Linked DNA regions of Pan troglodytes: region 1 is linked to region 2. Evidence: chromatin contacts called from public Hi-C data. All regions are on one chromosome and are shown on one strand. The core of a region is the stretch at or near the end of the contact, and the rest is flanking DNA. Distances in the headings are between cores, read along the strand shown. Region 1 overlaps ABCC4 (ATP binding cassette subfamily C member 4). Region 2 holds the start of SOX21 (SRY-box transcription factor 21).

What was found. A called contact is a pair of places that touch in the nucleus more often than the background predicts.
Region 1: a contact with region 2 is called in a Hi-C map of stem cell-derived neural progenitor cells, with 5 times the contacts expected there. The contact joins the enhancer-like site here to the promoter of SOX21 in region 2. A contact is called at or near these places in 1 of 7 Hi-C or Micro-C datasets (stem cell-derived neural progenitor cells) and 1 of 1 datasets of contacts at active chromatin or transcription factors (stem cell-derived excitatory neurons).

What each region holds. Positions count from the first base shown.
Region 1 is chr14:100,709,160-100,713,961 of NHGRI_mPanTro3-v2.0_pri, forward strand. All of the region lies in intron 20 of ABCC4 (ATP binding cassette subfamily C member 4), which reads right to left. Among named protein-coding and RNA genes, the nearest start is that of ABCC4, 200 kb to the right of the region's middle. Within about 2 kb of position 2,097, at least 4 of the 24 cell types and tissues checked have an H3K27ac peak or open chromatin away from gene starts, as enhancers often do. A contact at or near this core is called in stem cell-derived neural progenitor cells, where this site is marked.
Region 2 is chr14:100,319,984-100,325,201 of NHGRI_mPanTro3-v2.0_pri, forward strand. SOX21 (SRY-box transcription factor 21) reads right to left here and starts at 2,148. Exons shown (of 1, transcript XM_016925450.4): 1 at 1-2,148. The coding sequence starts at 659.

The DNA.
Region 1 (4,802 bases), core at 847-3,346, 390 kb after region 2:
TACAATGAAATATCACTCAGAAAAAGAAAACAAAGAAATGAACCACTGAAACATACACAGAACTCAAAAACATGGTGAACAAAAGAATCCAGCCACAGAAAAATTATTGGTTCCATTTATATGTAGTTCAAGAACAGGAAAACTAATTGATGTTGACAGAAATCTGGAAGAGGTGTAGAGGTGTGAAAATTGACTGCAGAGGAGCAATCATCTTCCTGAGGAGATGGAAATGCTCTACATCTTGTTTTAGAGGGTGGATATTGGAATGCACACAATTAGTAAAATTCAACCTAAAAAAACTGTCGATTTTATTGTATATAAACTATACTTCAATAAAAATAGATAGGGTAAAAAATATTATGACACTAGAATTTCATTCCCATCCCTTTGGCCATGTTCAGGCAGAGGTTGGGCAGTGTATCAATACACAACCATAACGCTAAGAGATGATCTCCTCAGGTGCATTGAGGGTAGGAAAGAGGGCAAATGTGAGAACTAATGGTAACCAGCCCGTGGGCCCTAGAACAAAAATGGCTCCTGATCCATGTTTGATACGAGTCCCATAGGTGGCTGGCCCTTTGCTGTGATGCACAAGCGGCACTATCGGCTTCGTGACTCAATGCAAATGAGAGAGAACACTAAGTCAATGGACCCAGGGAAAGGGCTGAAAGAAAACAAGTAAGTCACAAAACTCACAAGCAGAACAGATTACACTTACCCATGCCCCACATCAGATGGAAGTGATACATCCATATATAAAATAGTGACTGCAAGATTTTAATAAAACTCAGGCAAGTTCTCCAGTCCAAACCTTTTTTTGTTCATCTTATCAAGAAAACTCAGTAAGTATACAGACAAAAATGAATGTAATCACTCAAGAATAGCATAGAGAGAATTTAAAGGTCCTCAATTAAGTAAACATTTAGCCATTTTCCTCTCCTGGGTAATAGCTGTCCATTTTATCATTACTAAGGATGCAAGATGACAAGAAGAGAAAGCACCATGAATGGCCACTATTGTTTTGCAATGGACATCATCCAATATGCCAGAATGGAAAGTTCTATGCTCTGCTGAATACCACCAGACTTGATAAAAATGAGACTCTTAATTTTTTTCTTTAGGTCTTAATTAGCTTCTTGTTAAACTACAAACATTATCATTGGAACACACATGCTGGGAAAAATTGGAACACTGGTTGCCAGCCTGGGAAGCCTGGGAGGGTCCCCAGTGATTAACTGTCACCACACTAATGGTGACAGTACTGCTTTCTACATGTGCTATCACACTGGAAAAAACCCAACCATTGCATCTTTCATTAAAAAAGAAAAGGTAAAGGAATTGTTAGAGTGGGCCTGTGTGAATCCTATCATCCTGATCTCAGAAATCCAGGGGTCAAGAGTTGGCAAATATTTCCAGTAACTCATGTCATCAACTGCCCTGTCTATTAACAAGGAAATCCACTTTAATGTGGCAGTTGGCATGAATCATTATCTCTAGGGCTGGCATTTTCACAGACTAGTCCATCCTTGTAAATGCAGTGACTAAAACTCTTTTGTTGACTTTGAAAGCATGAAAACACTGTGATTCAGTTAAAATGGATGAGTTTACTTTTGAAAGACTCAGTAAAACAGAGATCTTTCAAATGAGGGCAAGGCGACCTAACGATCTCTTTTGTCCAATGGGGATTTGAGGGTAGGAGTTGGGGGAAGGGGTGAACAAACCTCAGAAATCTCAAAATGACAAAGTCATTGTTCAGTGTGCTTTCTACACACTTTCCCTGACATCTCTACACAATGAAATGTAAGGGTCAGTGGTACTGAGACAAGTCAAGGCAGTTCCACTCTTTTGCTTCTATAAAAGCGAGTGACCCAACCTATTATACTCAAGTCTTAGGATGGCTTTGTTCTCCACATCCAGATGCAGCAGCTTTTTCTCCTGCCCCTCATCCTGCCCTCCCACCCCCCTGGGGAAGAAATGACTGAGGACACCTCCTTCACATTTTCTTTTTCTTGGGCATTTCACTTCATAAAGCTGCAGTCAACGTGTTTTGTTTGTGGGAGGAGGGACTGGCACATTCAGTGGTGGTCTCCACTGCTGCCTGCATTGGTGGCTCAAGTAGCCTCAGGATTAGTCCTTTGTGTTCCATGAAAGGATATGAAAAGTCAGTTATTTAAGCTCAGTCAAGCTGCTGATTTTTTTTTTTTTTTAGATGAGGGGTGTGTAGGGAAGAAAGGTTTTGCAATTCCGTGTGCCTCAATAAATTACACTATTTTGCTGAGTGCAGCTGTGTGCAAGTTAGCATACTCAGAGCACTCCCAAATTTAAACAGAAAAAATTAAAATGCCTAAATCCAACCTCTGCATCTTATCTTCATTTTTCATTTGTTTTTTTCTAGTAGGAAGACTTCTTAGAGGCAAAGATTTTAGCTAGCAGAAGTCTAGATAACTCAGACTCTACACTCAATGTTATCAAGGGCCAAGGAAGTTTCAGCAATATTATGAAAATTACGTTATTATGAGATATTTAGTGCTCACTGGTTTATTCTGAAAACAACTGATTTTGATACTGTGGTTCCAAAAGAGAAAATAGCCATTAAAGCCTTCAGGGATAATAAACCTAATATCTGGAATACAAACTCATGTCCTAATACTTATGGGTTCTGGTAACTGTCTGACAATTACCTTAATGCAGCATAATGTCATTGTCAGGCTATTTCTCCCACTTAAAAATATACGTAGTATTTAAAAAATACCTTTTATTTAGTGAGCTTAGATGTTATGCTAAGAATGTTATTGAAATGACTTCATTTTATCCTCACAATAACCCTCATGGAATAGGTAGAATTTTCTCCATTTTACAGAGATGTAGCATGTGGCTTTGTGAGGAAAGAGAAAGTAAGTGGTACAGCTAGGAGTCAAACTTAAGAAGGATGATTCCAAGCCTCTCCCATTCCATCCTACACTACACTTGAAATTTTTTATTATTATTTTTTGGTTCTTTTGAGTCTGGGTCTGGCTCTGTTGCTCAGGCTGGAGTGCAGTGGCACAACTGTGGTTCACTGCAACCTCGAACTTCTGGGCTCAAGTGATCTTCCTGACTCAGCCTCCAGAGTAGCTGGGACTACAGGCACGCACCACTACAACTAGCTAATTGTTTTATTTTTTTGTAGAGACAGGGTCTCACCATAATCCTCAGGCTGGTCTCAAACTCCTGGGTTCAAGAGTTCTTTCCAGGTCGGCCTCCCAAATTGCTAGGACTACAGCCATGAGACACCATCTCTGGCAAAGTCTTTTATTATTTTTATAGAGAAGGGGTCTCACTATGTCGCCCAGGCTGGTTTTGAACTCCTGACCTTGAGCAATCCTCTCACTTCGGCCTCCCAAAGTTCTGGGATTACAGGCATGGACCACCACACCTGGCCCCTACATTATACTTTGAAGTTATTTACTTACAAGTGATATCTAGTCACACCTTTTTTTTTGTTTTTTTTTTTTAGATCGAGTCTCGCCCTGTCTGGAGTGCAATGGCACAATCTTGGTTCACTGCAACCACTGTCTCCTGGATTCAAGCAATTCTCCCTGCCTCAGCCCCCCAAGTAGCTGGTATTACAAGGGCCTGCCACCACACCCAGCTAATTTTTGTATTTTTAGTAGAGATGGGGTTTCACCATGTTGGCCAGGCTGGTCTCAAACTCCTGACCTCAAGTGATCCACCCACCTTGGCCTCCCAAAGTGCTGGGATTACAGGTGTGAACTACCACACCTGGCCCAGTCACATCTAATCTTATTCACAGTAGCACACTCAACACTCACACCTTTAAAACCTGAAGCTGGGCCGGGCGCGGTGGCTCACGCCTGTAATCCCAGCACTTTGGGAGGCTGAGGTGGGTGGATCACGAGGTCAGGAGTTCGAGACCAGCCGGGCCAATACGGTGAAAGCCTGTCTCTACTAAAAATACAAAAATTAGCCTGGCGTGGTAGCACGCACCTGTAGTCCCAGCTACTTGGGAGGCTGAGGCAGGAGAATGGCGTGAACCTGGGAGGCAGAGCTTGCAGTGAGCTGAGATCACGCCACTGCACACTAGCCTGGGCGACAGAGCGAGACTCCACCTCAAAAACAAAAAAACAGAAAACAAAAACAAAAACAAAACCTGAAGCTTTTCCTAGAGAACCAAGAGCAGTGGCAAAGGGAATTTTCATGGCTCTGATATCCTGAGGTAGAATCACCCTAAACAGACCACATAAATGATGCTGGCTTCCTTTTAATTTTAGAATTGAGAACAGCTCCAATTTTGCAAGCAACTATAATTTGACAGGATTGGCAAGATATATGACAGCTTTAACAGTTGATCTAGTAAAGCATTCACGGTGGTGTGCAAACCTAACTGGCCTTCTACTGGGACACAGCCTTGTGAATGATACATGCCTGAGGGGATCGACTATCCTGCAATGTGGGCCCCCTATTCAGAAGCAAGGGCTTTCATTAGCCACACAAGGCATTCTGACCTGGATGTCCTAAAGAGAAACTTGTCCAAACCAGTATCCTTTCTTGTTTTCCTGATGCTGGTACAACCCCATCTTTCTGACAGTCTCCCATTCCTCTCCATATCCTTCCACCCAAATCTCTAAACTCTAAATTCCTGTGCTTAAGAAACAAGCCTTCTTGTGATCTGGCCCCTCTGCATCTCTCCATCTGATCTCCTCTAATGCCTTGTCTCAAACCTCCTGATGCAGCTATTCCACACTGCAGTGTCCCTGTAGATATCCTAAACTCCTGCACTTCCTGCCATATGTGCCTCCTTC
Region 2 (5,218 bases), core at 898-3,397:
CCGGCGGCGGCGGCCGCCGCTGCAGCCGCCGCCGCCGCGCCGTGGAAGGCGCCCGCGCCCGCGGTCGGGTAGCCCAGCGACGACGCGTACGGGAGGCCGGACGAGGACGACGAGATCTCTGCCATTTTGGAGCCCAGGTCGAGCAGCGAGTAGGGGCTGCCCGCGGCGGCGGCGGCGGCGGCAGCGGCGGCGGCAGCGGCCGACTGCGGGAAGAAGACGCGTGCGGCGGCGGCGGCGGCGGCCGCGGCCGCCTTCTCGGGATTGGCGAGCAGCGACTCAGGCACCAGGCCGCCGCCCGCCCCCGCGTGCAGCCCGGCGCCCGCCTTGAGCGCAGGGTGCTCGGCGTCCGCCACGCCGCCCAGGCCGTAAGGCACCGGGAAGGCGAACTTGTCCTTCTTGAGCAGCGTCTTGGGCTTACGCCGCGGCCGGTACTTGTAGTCGGGGTGCTCCTTCATGTGCATGGCGCGTAGACGCTTGGCCTCGTCGATGAACGGCCGCTTCTCCGACTCTGTGAGCAGTTTCCACTCGGCGCCCAAGCGCTTGCTGATCTCCGAGTTGTGCATCTTGGGGTTCTCCTGGGCCATCTTGCGCCGCTGAGCCCGCGACCACACCATGAAGGCGTTCATGGGCCGCTTGACGTGGTCCACCGGCTTGGACATGCTCTCGCCCTGCCGCGGCTGCAGCCCGCCGCCGCCCGGGCCCTCGCCCTCGGCCCGGAGGAAATCAATGTTGGCTGCCCGCGGAGACCCGCTCGGCCGGCCGGGGCTCGTCGCGCCCCGGCGTCGCTCCCGCCCCGGAGGAGGGGGCTGGGGGACCAGCCCAGGGCCACGCCGCGCCCCGGGCCGCCCTAGTGTCTCCGGCCGAGCGCTCGGGCAGGTTGTCTCTGGGACACTCTAACTTCTCGGCGGTGCCCCCTCCCCGCGGCGGCAGTTTGCCCTTTACGTTCTTTGGGTCCTTCGTCTGCAGTGGCGTTTGCTGGTGAGCTCCCCGCAGGTAGCGGCGGCCGGGCAGAGCGCTCCTCCTCCTCGGTCGTTCTCTCTTAAATGCAAAGCGTCCCCAAAAGTTGCGTCGCGGAGACTCCTCGAAGTTGAGCCGAGGAGCCCGCCGCCGCGTGCTGCCAAGTGCCAAAGGGGGCTCTCAGCGGCTGGAGTGTTTGGGTTCTCCTCGGTGACTTTCTCATTTGACAGAAGCAGATGGGGGTGGGGAAGGCGGGGAGGTGGCCCTGGAGGAGGAAGAGGAGGGGGAGGCGGAGGAGTGTCCAGGCGTGCCACGAGAACGCAGAGCGCAGCAATGGATATAAATACAAATACAGCAGCACCAGCCTGTCTTCTTGGCTCCGGGCAGGGTGCGCCGATGGGAAACCCCCAATCGGCTGGGTGATTTTTTTTTTTTTTAGAGGGGGGAGCTGTCCCCCGCAGCACCTGCCTCTCGAGTCTTCCTCTGCCGCTGCTGGACTGACGGGTGGGGCGAGGAAGGAGGGTGGATGAGGCTTGAGCAAGCGTGGGTCGCCCGGCCTCAGAGGAAATTCTCCCGGCTCGCCAAGGAGCCGCGTCTGGCCGTCCCCCGGGCCATGCCGGCTCCGTTCGCTCCGAGCCCCTTCAGGTGCGCCTGCCGACTTAGGGCTCCCGGAGCTCGCCGGCCGCGGAGGGCAGCGCAGCCTCCACGCGGCGCCGCAGGCCTGGCACCGGCCGCGTCCCCGCCTCGCTCTTCTCGGCAGCCGCCTGGCACTTGCAACTAACTTCGCCCAAGTTTCCTGCGCTGCGGCGCCCCTCTCGGCGCGCTCCTGGGAGCGTGCGCCCGCGAGTCCGCCGCGCCCGGGGCCCCTCTGTCCTCGCTGCTGTGGCCAGAGCCGAGCCGGCGCAGGGGCGGAGGTGCTGGAGGAGAGTTAAGGAAAACGGGCCATCACCTCAGTTCGCAGGTCCGCGCTGTGGCACCTCCCGCTCTCCCCACTCCCGCGGCGCAGGGGGCCCCTTCCCAGCCCAGGCCGCCCTCTGCACCGGCTCAGGTGAGTGTGGCTACCTGCGTGTGTGCGCGCCCGGAGCCGGCACTGGGTGTGCATGTCCAGCCGCGGCTGTGTGTGTATATCTGGGGGCCTGCGGAGGAGGTGGAGCCCAGGACTCGGGGAGGGAGGAGGGATCAGCGGAGCCGCCTCCCGCTCCCACACCCCCAGGACCTCGAATTAACAGATCCCCTCCGCCCCCCGCCCCCTCCCAATCCTCCTCCTCCCATTCCTTTTCACTTGAGAGCAGGTTTAGGCGAGTGGAGAGTCCGGAGCGCGCCGGGGAGTCTGCGCACTGTTTGGCGTTGGCAACCCCTGGTGTCATCCCGGCTACCCAGGCCGGCCTGGCGTGCAGCTGCCCTGGTTGCGGCCCTGGAATCCTCGCCGGGAGGAAGAAGGCGGCGGGCACTAGTAGGAGAGCCTCTCCAACTACGGAGGAAGAGGGTTAAACCTGGAGAAGGGGAGACTCACCCTTGAAAATGTTGGAGACTGTTCCTAGCAAGAAAGTGCTCATTTTCCTTGGAGGTCCAGGTGTTGCTTGCAACAGAAACAGAGGCTTCTCGCATTTTCTTGCACTGGCGATGCACCCAGTCAGAGGTAGTGGAGTGAAAAATAACTCTGGAGGGAATAAGGACATTCTTGGCAACCTTTCCAAAAAAGAGCTAGCCCAGGCTGAGAGTATGCATCCTTGACTGACTATTCAGTTCTTTAAAAATTCTGTGTTGTTTGTCTTTTGTTGTAATCCTGGTCGCCAGAACCATCTATATACTGATCTCTTTAAGGTACAGTTAACTTACAGTGTCTCACTTACATGCGCTGCTAAGGTGAAGGTGTTTAAAATCAATAAGTGTAAGTAGTTTCCCTGGAAGAGAGAAGTAAAACGTACCAATCACTCAGTGCTGGAATATTTTTATGCTAAGCATAATTTCCTTCTTTAGTAGTTAGAGCAGTTTTTAAAAAAAATAGTTAACACGATGCAGAAGTCAAACAGCATGATTCTGTTTCCATATTTTCCTCACTTCTTGGTATGCTGCGGCACATTTAGAACATGATCTGTCTGGAGGTTTTATTCACATGGTGGCCTGCCCTTCAGGGAGAACTTGCTTGCCTTCTTTCTTTGGCAGTTTGGATTTGACCTAGCCCTGTGGTATGTGCAAGTAGGAACATCTAGAAACGGTTAACTCTTTAAGTCTTCCTACGATTTATGTTCAGTTCATTCTCACACACACACACACACAGACACAAAAGCTTTGATTGTAATTATGAACGTGAATTAAAACTGTTTCAGGCCATCAGATTTATGTAAAAGTTAGGCTTGTTTTGTTCATTTTAATAAAAGAATAGTGACTTAAAAATTACAGTCGTGATAACAAAACTGTGAACAGCAGTGGCATCTATGTGGGTTTTTGTTTTTCTGAAGATGTCGTATTGACAAGCTTATTTTGTATCGGTTATGCCCTTGCATTGTTAAAATAATTGGACTGATTTCTCCAGAACCATATTCCTTTACAGGCTCTGTAAAGACACTCTTGTCATTCACAGACTCTGGCTGGAGCAATGGGAAAACACTAGCATGTGTAATTACATAGACTGGAATATTAAATATACTGTTTTGTGATGATAAACTACAAAATTATCGTCCCTGAGCTTTTCACCTACTGACTTATAGGTTTGAGACAAAAATACTATACACTGGCACATAAAGAACATATGTATATATAGGCCACAAAACATGAAATCTGTTATTCACTAAATATTGTGAATAAAGTTAAATTTAATCGTGAAAATTATTTTGACACATAAAAAGGGAGAAGGATTGTGAAAATGTGTTTTATATTAGTGAGTTAAGTGATTTTATACTATTCAAATTTAAGTGTAAAAATCTACTGCAATAAATTATTACATTAGAAATGTTTGTATATATGATTGAAATGTATGCTTACATGTGCAATGTCTTATAGGAATAATATATGTAAGGTTCCTTGGATATAGTTTTTTCCAGTATACATTTACAATATTGTCTGTCTAGTGATATTAAATGAGCCAAATTTGAACACTCTCAAGTCCAAGAATGTTGAACTGTGGGAAACAAAGGTGTCATAAGAAGAAAATGACTATTTGTGTGCTTGTCTATTCACCAAATGAAACTTCCCACATTTCAAAATAGGAAAGATTTGGTTTTAGTTCTTGGCTTCTAGGGGATCAATATTCTTGGCCTAACCCTTCACAACCAAAGAAAGAGCCCTCATAATCGGCCATTCATTAAAGAAAGGCAACGTGGCATTGCTGTTATTAACCAGCCTTCACACCTCTTGCCTGAATCTGGTTGAGCTTTTAACAAAGTAAATTTTCAAGCCATTTTCATTCATATGTACCAAAATGTAAATTCGCTTTTAATTTCCTCATATCTTGTGTTTGAATTGATAGAGGTATATTTTTATTCTTGCTCAGTTTTGTCCTAAAGATTAAAAAAATCCCAGCATATAGGAAATGGAATAGTCTGTGTGAGTGAATAGTGAAGGAAAATAAATTGAAAGAGAATTGTAAGTTTGATGAGCTTTATTTTGTCAACTCTTGATTGTAAACACCTAAAGAACAGTATAATTTGATCAGTAGAATTCGTGTGGGTCTGTATTTCCCTTGTGGCCACAGTGATATATGTGATCGCAAATGTATCTAATCGGAAACTGAGTGACACTCCCTCAGAAAAAGTTGTGGGCCTGTGTAAATTGAGTTTTCTCTTTTCCCCCTTCAATTCTCCCCAGAAAATAGTCTCTTTTCAATTCTAAAACTTTCACTAGGAGGCAGCAATGAGATTGTTGGGGAATAAAAAATACCTTGGCAACACGACAGGCTGGCTTGCTTTCTTTCTCTTCCACAAGGGAGGGGAGAATTCTTGGGTCCCAATGTGAACAGAATCATTGTCCCCCATCAGTTCATCCTCCTCTCTCTCATTAGATTTTCACCTAGGTGGCTCATTGTCACATTTTTCTAGAACCATAGGGATGATAAAGCAGCAAGCCAATGGGGTAATGAGAGGTGACTAGATGGAAGTGATGGGCAGTGAAGGTGATACCTTCAAAGTGCAGAGGCCAAATAATCATTCATGGACACTGAGAGCTGACAGCTGTTGTTAGAGAATGTTGGGGATCTGTTCTTAAGCAAGTGCAGTGGAAGAATTCAGAAGCTTTCATACCTGCATAGAGAGGTGATATAGCC